Linked DNA regions of Capsicum annuum: region 2 is linked to region 1. Evidence: chromatin contacts called from public Hi-C data. All regions are on one chromosome and are shown on one strand. The core of a region is the stretch at or near the end of the contact, and the rest is flanking DNA. Distances in the headings are between cores, read along the strand shown.

Region 1 (6,933 bases), core at 2,725-5,224:
AAGAATTATTAGGGGAAATTTAAAGTTGGAGCTGTGTGTATATTCATTAAGCCTATATAGGAACCAATTTGATTCCAGTGAAGTAGAGGGCTATATGGTCTGATCAAGGCTTCAAAATTATCAATATATTGTCAGAATATTATACTGTAATAAATAAGATAATACGTTATATTTGTATATGTACAAATTATTGAATCATTTCAACGTAGTGTAGCAACAAAGGTGGTTCAAATATTACATTAATCGCATTGAAGACTAACGTGTAGAAGACGTAATTTTTTTTTTTTTTAAAGATTTGGTATATATTTGCTATTTAAATATATATATATATATATATATATAATTCTAAATAAGTCTTGTAGGCAAATTCATATATAATGAAGTAGGTGTTTAGTTTCTATATAAAGTAGATTTTGCGCTATTATAAATAAAGGGTATTACTACTTATTTTCGCATTTGGATTTTGAGATCAATAAGGGATTTCAGGTTTGACTCTCAAACTTGAGATTTCTTAATTTTTAACTCCGTCACTAATAATACGAAATAATGTTGTTAATGATGTTGTGTATAGTTAAAGTTGGAATAAAAAGATCAAAGGGTATGATTGGATTCTGTAATATTTTAATTATATGGGCTAAAATGTGTGAAAATCAAGAAAAAAAGAGAGAGAGAGGGAGTAATAGAAGTATCTTTTTCTTTTCTTTCTTTCTTTCTTTCTTGCTTTAATATATTCCATTACAAAGTAAAGGAGATTCTAGGATGATGCATGATGCCGAATATTGAGTAGCAACTATGAGATCAAAAAGTCACTTAAACTAAAGTAATCTTGAAATTGATCACCAATTATTATTGTGATAGAGGACCCCATGTAAATATATATTAGAAGATATCTCTTTCTCACAAATCCAAAAGCATTAAAAGGAAAAGAAGATATCACTCAAAGATAATGGTGAAGTCTTAAGTATTTTTTAATTTTTGATCAGAAATTTCACGTTTAAGTTCTAGCTAGATATAAAATCACTTTTAGTAGGAAGTGCATTACTTTTCAAAATGAGATATTTTAATATAAATTTAAATTAGTCAGACTTCAAAATAAATATCAAACATATGATGATTTAAAAAAAAAAAAAAGGAAAAAGAGACGAGAGAAGAATATATGGCCTCATGAGGAATCCAAAAAAAGTGAAATGAAAGGAACTTGTCACAATCCCAACAAAGAATATAATTCATATCTATCCCCCCAGCTGTTTTTATTTTACCCCTTTGGAGCATATATATAATTCCTTTATTGAAAATGACACAAGCATTATGTCATTCTTACCTATCTTAATCTAATAGTAACATTTCTTTTTCAATTTTATTTTGTTAGACTTGACTAGGCAATATACATTATTGGAAGTGTAAATATAACGAAAAATAAAAACCATGAAAGTATAACATGGTATTGCCTGTTAGTAAATGAATATTGCACCAACATGCTATGATATTGACTCTGCATTTTTAAGAATCTAATATGAATAAGATAATATTTTTAAAGAGCTCAACAATATTTGAATTCAAGATTTGAATTCGAATTCTGCTCCAGTCTAATTTAATAGATTTAAATTTATCATTTATAGTTATTTGATATAAGTTTTGAGTAAATTTATATCTTCTTTACTAGATCCGTCAATGACAAGAGGGGTGAAATGAAATGACTTTGGAGGTACTAAGTTGAGTTTTTCTCCAAGGTTAATTTCTTTTTATTGGCCAAGCAAAATGTTCTAATCATAGGAACAGACTGGTTAACTCTAGCTTAATTTCTATTAATCATGATAACTAAGTAACATGATTAAGATTCCTTAATTTCCATATAATGATTAAATATTTGGTGAGACCACTTCCAATGTGGAGCATCCATGCAGTCAAACTCACAACTTTCTCCTATTATAACTACAATTTCTTTAAATAAGCACCACAAAAAAAGAAAAAAAAAAATCAACCGACAACTTCTATCGCTAAATTAATAACAAATATTTGTTGCTAAATCCAACTAACGTTAGATTATCAAGCGATGACAAAAAATTCAGTTAGTTACGAGCTATTTAACAACATATTATATATCATTTTTTTGGAAGGGTAGAATCATAAAAGGATGAAGGAATTTTTTTTTTCTTTTTACTCGTACCAAAAATGTTTAGTGTGAATGTAAGAAACTTTTTTCATGGAATTTATGAGTTGGATATATAATTGCTTGTTTTTTTTTTTCTTTTTCTTTTCAACAAGCTAATCAACAACGCACTTACTTATGTACTGTCTGTTAATATTAGTACATCTATGTTTTACAGACCCCACTGTTGCAGCCACAAAGACGAAACAAAATCATGAGAAAAATATTCCTCAGATGATAGGGCTCAAAAACTCTAGTGAAGCACCTTGACCTAAAACAAGCTCCAAATCAAATAAGGAAAAATGTCAAAAGGTCATAATAGTAATAATAAATTTGACCTAGTATATACAGTATGATTTATCGACTAGGGAGTTCATTTAGCTTCCCTATTTCTGCCCCTGACCCCATTGAAACAACTGATATGGCTAGTGAGATGGTTGGACATGCCACTTGAAAGTTGCTTTTTTTATCTGATTGCTCAGGTTCAAACTCCAACAACAACGTTTTCTTATTTGCTCCTTTTTCCATTTTCCAAATTACACCGTCTGAGCATTATTGTGCAAATATATATATATATTTATCTTTTGATTAAAAAAAATTTCCTACTTAGTATTCATTTATGTTTCACCTTTTCTTTCTTTCTTTTATGTATTGTGGATATTATTGACCTATTTTTATTTTATTTCAAAATACAAGCTTCTCTTTCCAACTTCAAAAGATAGATATTCTCTCTAACTTATACTGTATAATATTTATTTTCTTTTATCTTTTGATCATTGAGTTATTTTTTATTTAAAAAATTAGTAATTTAAAGTTTGAGATAGACTTAAATCGAACATTACCCGTTGCAACAATCTAGCAAACATACATCTCTCGAATTTCATATTTTTCAAAATCTTTCTATTATTGTTCAAAATATGAAAGTGCGTTGAATTTAAATACGGTGAATAACACACTTTTCTCATATTACATCTAATTAATGATATTCAATAATATTAAAATTTTGCTTATAAAATACTATAATTAACAAGTTTTCAAAGAACCATATGTCGAACTTTGACACTATTAATTACTATATTTAAATATAGAGGTGCATCCGTCAAGTTTAAATCCTGAGTTTGCCTCTGCATGCATGAAAGCTGTTTCTTGATATATCCAAAGTCGGTAGTAAGTTATATATACTTACAGTGTAACATCTTTTACACAATTTACTTAGTTTAACTTATAGTAACATTTAGTAACATTTTCACTTATCATTTTTATGTTACCAACTATGTACATTACATACCCTTCAAGAAAATTGTATCTATACGAGTTTGGTTTGTTCTTTTGGCACAATTATCTGTATATGAATTTGAGAAGTTTTTGAATGAAAGGAAAATGAGAACTTAATTCTTGAAGTGAGGCTGTTTAGTTTTCTTTTGTGAGACACTCGGTATTTCTTGGTCATCAATTATAATCCTTGTGGTTTAGCCTTTTCTCGAATTTCGTGCATAATGGTTAGCTTTTAGTGCTTCGAACTGCCTTTTCTTTATCTTTTTGTTTTCATGTGATTTGTATTCCAATTAGGCAGGTAGCTCAGTATATACAAATCATATATTGTACCCTGTGGAAATATTTACTAGATTTGCCTCATAGCTGTCTTAACAGCTTTAGTACAAAAGATAATTGAGTGAAGTGAAAAAATAGACAAATTTGGATGTCATTCACCAAAGAAATTGATTGAATTTAATAAATTACAGAATCTTTCTCTCAAGCCAGACATGTTTGATGTATAGTTTTTTTGTTTGGTTTTCCACCGGGTGTCCGGTACCCGCATTGGAGCTCCAATTAATCCGGATCGCGCCCATTATGGGGTAGCACTCCCAATCGGATTTTCTCCATATCCAGGAGTCAAACTCGAAACCTCTGGTTAAAGGTAGAGCAAGCCCACCACTGCACGACAACCATGTTGGTGTTTGATGTATAGTTTTGGTTTTAATTTAGCTGTGCTGATCAAAATTGTTGTTGGAAGGAAGGGCAGCTCTAAAGAGATTTCTTTTAAAAGAAAAAGATGGATGGGGATGTCATATTTGACAATTCATTTCACTCTACGAATGTCACTCCCCCTAGTCCTTTTTATTCCACTCTTACTATTTGAATGTATTGGGTGTGCGAACAAAAATCTTATATTAATGCTAAAAATATTGAAATGATACATATAAGGCATGTGATTTTGTAATGATGTAACACCATTTGAAAAAAACCTGTTTGGACTTCGGCCAAAGTTGACAATATCACATCATGTCTTAATATTTTTGGGCTGGTTGAGCCAAACAGAATGAAAGTCTTGACTTTAACATGTAAAATTGCTATCATCTAACTTGGTGTAGCAGTTGTCTTTCTATATGGTCAGTCGAAATTTCATATCTGCTAAGGAATTAGTCCAAGTTAGATAGAAAAATATGAGTTTGTAATTGAAATCAGGGGAGCTAAATAGATAAATTCTCTTTTTACTTGGAGCTAAGAAGCAAGTTACGATAACTTTATGATGAAATAACACAAGAACTAATTGTTGGGTTCTATATGTGTGTTAAATGAAAAATGGAGAAATCAAGTGGAAGAGGAAAATTGAGTTTACACCAAAATGGGAAGTGTACTCAAAAATTGAAAAGTTTACTCTTTCTCCCACATTGGTGGAAGAAGAGAACTTTAAAGTGTTTATATTGTGAAACACACTTTCACATGGATAAGTGAGGCAAGAAAATAGAGATGCCTCTTGCCGTTGTCGTTGTTTGCTTGGTTTGGCTTTGGATTTAGATTTGGAAAATGAATATTTTCTGAGTTTAATCTGGTGACGCAGAATAGTTGTGTTGCTTCGGAAATACAGCTTCAGAACTGATGCATTGTTTTCTGTTTTTTAACTGAATTGATACACTGGTTGAACAAGTAGATGCAACCATTCAGCAAAAGACATGATTCATGGAAAGATATTCCTGTTCAGGAAAGGATGCAATCTTTGATGAACAGACATGAACTTAGAGCAAAGGTGCAACCTTTAGAGTGAACCATTGCCTCCTTTCTAAAGAGGCATCTTGTGGCTATAAATAACCTAATTTTCATCCACAGGTTTGAGATAGAAATTTCAGATTATAAACTTTTCTTCTTCTCTTGAAAAGCTATTCTGTGTGATCATTAAATTGTTCAGTGCGTTCGTAGAATCTGCCTATTTAAGATACCACTATAGTCGGATTGAAGGCCATTTTATCCTGGGAGGAAAAATTCCACAACCTCGGGTACAGTGAAGGGAATTATATCCTTAAGAAAACTCCGTGAATTCGGACGACTTAGCCTTATTCATTTCTACTTCATCTATTATTTCTGGAAAAATAAATACACCTCTTGGAAAGATCATTTTTTATCTTGTGTTGAGGGTATTGATATACTTCATTGTGTTCTTGTTTATAAACTTGAACTAGATGAAATTATTATTCTGCTGTAATTCTACATACCCGAACATATTGTGGAAAATAACACTAATATTGTTATTACTTATTAGTTTGTGCAGCTAATTTAATGTAACCCAATTCTTGTTGTTTTGTAGTTGGGTTCAAGCTTTCCCCAACCCTTTCTCGTCAGTAGACTCCAGAAGTATATTTGAAGGAGCGAGATTGTTCAAAAAGTTCTTACCTCTCTATTTATTTTTGAGATTTTTGAATTCTTCAAAACTCCATCAACATGCAGAAAAGAGGAGAGATACTATCCCAAACGGACAAAGATAATTTTTTTTTATTTATTCAAATAACAATTAAGATGAAGCAAGATCAAAGATGACAAATCTTATTATAACATACAAAGTCATTTTGCAAGTACTTTATTAGGGGTAATTCTACAAAGGGTAACTTCTTTTTTCCCTAATTCTAAAGCATAAGTTGGTTGTTGTGATTTGAAATTTCTACTACTTCCCTTCAAATATATCGGTTCCAACTGCTTTGTAATACTTTTGCTTGAGTCGAGGATCGATTGAAAACGGTCTTTTTACCTTTTAAGATATAGGTATAAGGTATGTACAACCATTACTCTCCCCAAACCTTACTTGCGAGATAACAGTGAGTATGTTGTCGTCATGTTTGTTATCAAGTTATATGTCGTTTGCCCATCAAGATCAGGAAAAAGAAGAGAAGAATAAAATGATGATGATAATGGATCAAAGCTAACTAGTAAATGCATTATAAGTGGCTGACACCTCAGATCCACTTAATGCTATTATTATCTGATGCTTTCCATCTTTAATTTGTTGAGTGTTCAGTTAGTTTTTACACAAAGGATTTGCTTTTTATTCACCTTTTTATTGAATTTATGTCAAAGATATTCCACCAAATTGATGCCTTCTTCTCTTTTTCCTTAGAGAAAACAGGAAAAAAAGCTGATACTATTTAAAAGATCATACATATAGATAGATGTGATACTGACATGAACTAGAGTTTGAACTCTAAAGCTATCACTTGAGAGGAAAATTGTTCGAGACTATATCAGGAGATCGTAATATATGTTTTCAATCAATGTGTCACTTGATAGTACTCCTTGCCCCCTCAGGATTAGACAAGAGAAATAAATAAAATAATACGAAACGATGTCCAACATTAAGAACGATTGATGAGTTTGACTCTGATACCATATCAAAATTAGCAAACTATGAGAGATTATTAAGACCGTACAAGGAAACCACCACTCCAGTATCTCAATCAGCACGAGACTTAACAATTCCCAAGTAGTGGAAACGTTTCAAGTAAGCAAAAATGTCC
Region 2 (7,723 bases), core at 1,200-3,699, 52 kb after region 1:
TATGTTTAAATAAAATTAAAATATATATTTAAATAATTCTAAGGCATAATTTGTAAGATATCGCAATAACGACAGCTCAACATACCTTAAACCTAATAAACGTTGACACTTATAGAAATTATGCACACAGTTCACATCTGTCGAACAAAAGAGAATGAGATATAAGTGTTAATCATATAAGTCTTTCACCTCTATATTACGGCGATTTGATAAATTATGAATCATTAGTTATATTTGTTACTAAAATGATCTCTAATGAATTTATTTTATTATTAGGCTTAAATAAAATTAATATATATATATATATATATCAAAAATAATTTGTAAAATATTATGATAACAACAAATCAACACACTTTACACTTGGTAATCCGATAAGTCGAACCACTAGTTCAATAGCTAAAATGTCATTACAGATTATTGATTTCGGTTTGATGTTGAACAGTCATAGCTAGAATCAAGGGTGTTATGTCCAAACTTAGAAAATGCGAACTAAAGTACTAATTGTCTTTTACTGTCACAAATAAAACTCTTACTATGAAAGAATACGCATTGACTGAGATCATGCTGAAATATTGAGATCTCTACCTAATTATTTTTTCTTAACTTGAAAAGATGTAAAATTGTACTAACTAAAATTAAGAATGTCTACCTAAGTAAATGTATTTGAAAACGTATTTACACAGATTTAAAGTGAAATTAACAAATAATGATTATGTTTTCAAATATGAAATTATACTGAAATTAGCAAATAATGAGTATGTATGTAAACTGACAAACTATAAACGTATTTATCACTGTATGTTTTCAAATACTGAAAATATATTTCACTGAAAAATATTTAAGCATGGAGGAAATTAATTTAGTAAAGAATTAAAATTAGAGAAAAAATTTTATGCGAGAATTAAAATTAGTAAAAAATTATGTTTAAATCAATTTGAAAATATGTTTGAATTTCCACCGTATGTTTCATTAAGACTATATCATTAAGATATGAATATGTCAAACCGTATGTTCCACCATATTTCATGTCAAAAATAATCTCCAGAAAGATATCATTAAGGCTAAGGGAAATTGAGAAACAATTTGCAATGAATTGATTGTAATTAAGTTCCTCTACAATAATCAATGCATTGAAAATATGATAGAAAAATATATTTAATTTTTAAGGTAAAAGGGTAAAGAAAGGATAAAGATGTCCAAGAAAAAATTGATTTATAATGTGAATGGAATCTTTCATTATTATGGCTAAATTTTATGGCCAAAAGGATTTTTCCAATTTTAAATTATCTATCTTGATGACTAAATTGAACTTTCATCTATATAATCAACTACTTTTTTCATTTAGTTTTTCTGTGAGCACGTTTCTTTTATGAACATTAATGACTTATAATTAATTAGAAATTGACTTATTCACGTGGGATATGTTAAGTGTGTGAATAAAAATCTCATATTGATAGATGATGAAAGGATTAGAAAGTTACATGTAAGGTATATATAGAAACTATCAATGGTATGAGGTCATTTAGAGGAAATCGTGTGAACTTGATCAAAAATAGATAATATCACACCATGTAAAAGTGTCAGAATGCAAGATTCAATTTACTTATCCTTACAAACTTGAATATGCGCACACAAGGAAAAAACTAATTGTGAGCTTCGATTGTCATAAAATACTCAAAAGATGTGGGTGACACACAATAACTCTCAAAAATAGATCCGTAGATCATGGTGATAGACCAGTAGAACTTAGTTTGAGGGGAGATTGTTGAGTATCTCGATGACTCGTGAATCGTGATAATGAGACATGTGAAACATCTAAATTTTAATTTAAGATATTGCGTCATTTCATGTTGTATAACATTTATTTTACGGGAGGTAGACTATTTTCCTATGTCATTAACACCTTATGTGAGGGGATTTGAGCTTTTTCACCCATGAAGTGTGTGCTTTAATTAGAGCACTAACCTATGCTTAGAGGAATAACAATAAAATATCAGTATAAACCAAAGTAAGGTATAAAGAGAATAGAGTATATATGGACTTTATTCCTACTTCATAAAGATAAAAAGGTTACGTTGTTGTTGACAGACTCTCAACTTACGTAAAGAATTCTAGAACAATCTGAACAACTTAGTGATATGAAGAGCAGTACACAACATACAGGAGAAAGAACAACCCTGACAATTTAGTAATACGATAATCAAAGCATAAAAACGCAATCGCTCAGTGAAAAACTAAAAATATAGTTCTAATAGTAATGGTAAAAAAGTAGGTAAAAGTACCACAACCAAGCCTATCTTGTTAAAAAGTATGAGAATTGCGTTCAATAACCAACTAACCTTATACCCTAACTTGCAACCTCTAAAACCTCATATCTAATGTCATATTTTCGATAAACTTAAGACACGTCATGTTATATCTAATCATCTATCATCCATACTTCTTTGATTTTCCTCTACCTCTCGTGCTGCCCACCATTGCCATCTGCCACACCGACATCTACACCTTTAAACATATTCATTACTAATTTTTCTATCCATATTTCTATTTAGAGGGATGATAAAGGAAAGAAATTAAACAAATATAGATATTAGAGCAAATCTATTGAGAAGAAATTGGGAAAGAAGTTGCTGACATGGACAAATAAGAAAGGGAGAAAATAGTACTAAAAGCACTTGCCTTTTTACTTTTTGGAGTGTTTGGGTTACAGAATCAAAAAAACAGCAAAGAAACCACACACACCTAAAAGAACAGAACCAACTCTCTCCCTTCATGTATCAAGATTTCTCCATTGCCACATACAAACTTGTGGCTATTATTTCTTTGCCTTTATTGACGTGTCATCTCCAAACTCTTAAACCCTTTTAACCCTTTTCCTTCTCTTCTTCTTCCTATGTAGTTTCAAAGTCCTAAAAAACTTATAAGACAACAAACACCAAAGTAACCAAAAAAATTTTGTTTTCAAGAAACATAAAGTAGTTTGATTTATTTTTGGTTGTGTTAGAAAGAAAAGAGAAGAGTAATTCAACAAGTTATTGTTATGTCTGAAATAAGAGATCCTGCTATTAAGTTGTTTGGTAAAACAATTGGTATGACACAACAAGAAACCAATTGTGTTCATGATCATCATACAAGTGCTTCATTTGACAATGATAAGGTAAAAAATCTTTGTCTAAATTGTTTACAATAAATGTGATGAGTTTAATGTAAATGGGATTTGAGTTGTTGAGTTTGAAACTTGAAATTTCGAAAAATTGACCTTTTTTGGAGTTGGAAGTTGTGTTTGGACATGTAGTTTATTTGAAAAATATTTGAAGTTTTGTGAGTAGAATTTTCAAGAACTGGCTGAAGATTGAAAATCTGATCAAATTTTATGGCGAAACGCTAAACTTAGTAGTATGTGGGTGAGTTTTGTTTTATGAAAAGAATTGATCTTTATTGATATCATAGCTTAAAATGGAAATGTAAACCCCAGTTTTTGGGAAAGACCCTGTTTTGGGAATTGTTTTGTCATCACTTTCTGTATTGGGATTTGGAAATTTACTGTTTTGGAAATTAGTTTTTTTTTTTCAACTTACAAAGTTCCATAGTACTGTGTTTTGGGAATTGGGAACTTTTGCTCAGTTTCTTGCTGTTTGATCTGTTTTCTTCATGAGTCTGTTGGTACTATCTGGTCATCTAAATCAGCATAATCAACTTTTTTCCTTTTCTTACTATATTTTTCAATGAATTGTCATGGTATCTATGATGATATTGTTATTGCTTCAAAAATGTTTTAAGCATGTGTATGAATATCCTTTTTTTTTTTTCTCATGTATCATATAGTAACTTCTCTACCTCGCACAAGGTGGGGCTAATGTCTGCATACACTCTTTCTTTTCCAGATTCCACTTGTACTTGTATATTGTTGTCTGCGTACACTTACCCTCCCAAGATCTTGTTTGCTTGTTGGTTCACATTGGCTTATGTTGTTGTTGTTGTTCTATATCCAGCTTGTTGCGATCGAGGCGTTATTGCTGTTGTAAATTTCCTTTGCTTGATAATCTAACCAATTTCATTTTATGTTACAAATTTAACAGGAACTGATATGATCCTACTTTCCAAAATATTTTTTTTATATGTTTCTGTAATTTGGAAAGCACAAGGATTATATGTCCTGAAAATATTCAGATCCTCTATACCCTGCAAAAGCTTGTCTTTATGGTGATCTTTAGTAATCGAGTTGTTTCTTTTCCTTCTGTGCTTATTACAAACTGTTGTTTCACTTGCTTTGTATCTTGCTATTTCGATGTCATATTTTCTTGCTACCATTGCTTCGAATTCTTTTCTTGTTTGTCGAGCCAAGGGTCTATCAGAAATAGTCTCTCTACCCCATACAGGTATGGGTAAGGTTTGCGTACATCGTACTCTCGCCAGACCCCACTTGTGGGATTACACTAGGTATGTTGTTGTTGATGATGATCATATTGTAGTGCCTTTCATCAAGTGGAACTGTTTAACAACTGCTAGGAATGTGGAGATTTAGGCGTAAATATTCAGATCCTACACTTGTTCAATTGCTTATGCTAAAACAATAAGATCGTCTTCTCAGTGTCGAAGAGTTTTGATTTGTTGTGAGAGAGCTCAAATTAACCTCTTTTTTCTTGTCACCTGACCAGATCGCTTTAGGAGGAGAACTTACACAAAGCAAACAAGATGATGTACTTGTCGATCCAACTGCAGACTCTTCGGTTGAACCAGAAACATCATCTGGTATAAGTGATGACCTCAAGATGCAGGATGCAGAAAAAGAAATATTATCGTCTAAATCTATCGAGGAGGAAGATTCAAGTGAGGAAAAAACACTCAAGAAGCCTGACAAAATAATTCCATGTCCCCGATGTAATAGCATGGAAACAAAGTTCTGCTATTATAACAATTACAACGTCAATCAGCCCCGTTATTTCTGCAAGAACTGCCAGAGATATTGGACCGCTGGAGGAACAATGAGAAATGTGCCTGTGGGTTCTGGCCGCCGCAAGAACAAAAATTCATCCACTTCGATTTATCCTCTTCAAGCAGGTCGGGTTGAAGCAGCACACGGAATGCACCTTCCTGCTTTAAGGACAAATGGTACTATCCTTACATTTGGATCGGATAAACCACTTTGTGATTCCATGGCTTCTGCATTGAACATAGCTGAGAATTCACATAATATGAATCGAAACGAATACTGTGGATCCGAACGAAGAATGCCTGCAATTGCGAATGATCAATCAAATGGAACTTGTAGCACAGCCTCAAGTATAACTGACAAAGAAAGCAATTCCGGTCCACATGATTTAGCTAATTGGAGTAATTTCCAGCCATTTTCTCCTCAAGTACCTTACTTTCATGGCGCTCCGTGGCCTTATTCTGGCTTTCCAGTATCATTCTATCCAGCAACACCCTACTGGGGCTGCACCGTAGCAAGCCCTTGGAATGTACCTTGGCTTTCTTCTGATCAATCAGTCCACAACACAAGTCCTGCTTCACCGACTTTAGGAAAACACTCTCGTGATGAAAGCAAGTTTGATCCATCACAATCACGGAGAAGAGATGCTACTTTGCAGGACAGAGAAGGAGAGAGATGTGTACTGATTCCTAAGACATTAAGGATTCATGATCCAAATGAAGCGGCTAAAAGCTCTATATGGTCGACATTAGGTATTAAGAATGAGAAGATTCATTCGACTCACGGAACAATGCTCTTCAGTTCCTTCAATCCAAAAGCTGATCTCAGAAATCATGAACGTGATGCTTCTTTACTCTTACAAGCTAATCCAGCAGCTTTGTCTAGATCACTTAAATTCCGCGAGAGCACCCAATAAGAACTTACAACATGATTGCTAGTACCAATCACTGATGTTAGTGCATCACCTAATTGATGTAACTGGGTTCAACCGTGGAAATAGTCTCTTGCAGAAATGCGCATAGCAGGAGCTTAGTGAACTAGCCTGCCCTTTTTTGCTGTCTAGGAGGAGAATGAGACAGTATGGACAGAGTCTTGTTGAGAATGAACTGCTACGTAGTCCTCTAGTTTGCAAGAAAGCAATAGCTCTTCAAAATACAAGCTTTTATAGTTTTGCAGTATGTGTACCTTTGTACATAAACCTGTAGAGTTTTAATAGATAGAGATAAATAAGCTGCAGCTGGAGTTTTTACTGACTTCTGATACTGATAGTTGCATTATTTTTGTGATAGGTTTATCCTAATCATTATGTGACTTTGTAATTCTTGTAAAGATTCACTTTTCTTGGCTAAGGAATGAACTAATCTTGAATCTATTACACATTTCTAATACTATGGTTACTTTTAGTACTTAATATCTGTGTTGTTTGAATCCTCCAAAAAGTGTTGCGAAACTATGTCGGATTTTCCTATAAGAGTGCATAATTTTTGGAAGATTCGAGCAACATAGCTTATGCTGATAGTAAAACACATCAAAGAAGGAAGGTTTTTTTTTTTCTTTCAGATACAATCTATTTAACCAAAAATATACAAATTGTAAGGCTTCCCTTGCATGGAATTCAATGTTTATATCAAATTAAGGAATGCAAAATGGGTGCTTTTATACAGACATTTATCGTTAAACCATAGTTAAGTGACACGTGTTCTCATTTTTAATTTGCGACTGCTAAGACTAAATTTCTTAGTTTGGTATAAACACCTGCTACATCAGCCAAAAAGATCCATTCTAAGAATCACCACCACCTAAGCATTTGAACTTTAGCCACAAAGCATGATAATTTTTCGAGGTAAATGTTAAGCAGAAAATGAAAGGGCAACAAACAAACAGCTCATAAAGATAAGGAGAAAATTGACTATTAATTGGACATTATAGTAAGAAAAATAACATAAGGACATAGTAGGTCCCTCACATTTTTGTGCAGATAGAGTAGAATTTATTTCTAGGAGAAAAAAGCCAATAGACCTTTCACTTTCATGGCAAAAGGGTTCTATCCTTAATTCCTAACAGATGCTCCAAAAGGTGGAAAATTTGAGGATAAAGTCATCTTTTTCTTCTTACTTTTTGGTCCCTTTTTTCCAAGTATCTTTATAACTAACGAGAGACATACATATAATATATGGTATTCATCAGCGGACAATAGGGTAGATATATGTCTTGATTTGTATATAACTAAACATTAAATATTCAAAGTTGGACCAGTGTGTTTTTCATGACTCTTCTTTCAAGTGAAGACACCAAGATTTTCATTACTCCCATCAGCCTTTTGAACCACATATTCTTAGAAAATGTTTTGTTATGGGACCCCAGATTCAAAGTGCATGTAATCTTTAAATTACTCTTTTTTGGTTATAAAATTGGTACTTATCCTGCATTTAAGACATTTGTTTGTTTTTAAAGGGAAACCTCATTTAATTAGCAATACATAATTTTAGTGTAAATGAGAACAAACTTTGGTGGGCACCTAAAGAGGATGCGTGACAGGTTGATTATAATAGATTTAAGGGGGAAGTAGAGGTATGTCAAAAATAAAATTAAGAAGAGATGATTAGATATAACATAACATATTTTCAGCTTACTAAGGACATAATCCTAAACGAAAAGATATGAAGATCGAAAATTAGAATAGAAAGATAATGTATAGCCGAGTGTTATCATACTTTTATGTAGGAGAGACAGAGGGCTAGTGTCCTCTTCTCTTAGTAATATTAGTTAAGTAGTATTCACCTAGTG

The links. A called contact is a pair of places that touch in the nucleus more often than the background predicts.
Region 2: a Hi-C map of leaf shows a contact between it and region 1, with 2.6 times the contacts expected there. The contact joins the promoter of LOC107868098 here to the enhancer-like site in region 1. A contact is called at or near these places in 4 of 5 Hi-C or Micro-C datasets (bud, leaf and placenta).

The regions. Positions count from the first base shown.
Region 1 is chr11:19,160,962-19,167,894 of UCD10Xv1.1, forward strand. No RefSeq gene overlaps it. Among protein-coding and RNA genes, the nearest start is that of LOC107868099, 21 kb to the left of the region's middle. Within about 2 kb of position 3,975, at least 3 of the 5 cell types and tissues checked have an H3K27ac peak or open chromatin away from gene starts, as enhancers often do. A contact at or near this core is called in leaf, where this site is marked.
Region 2 is chr11:19,214,443-19,222,165 of UCD10Xv1.1, forward strand. LOC107868098 (cyclic dof factor 1) reads left to right here and starts at 2,450. Exons shown (of 2, transcript XM_016714674.2): 1 at 2,450-3,160; 2 at 4,662-6,308. The coding sequence starts at 3,044. The coding sequence ends at 5,852.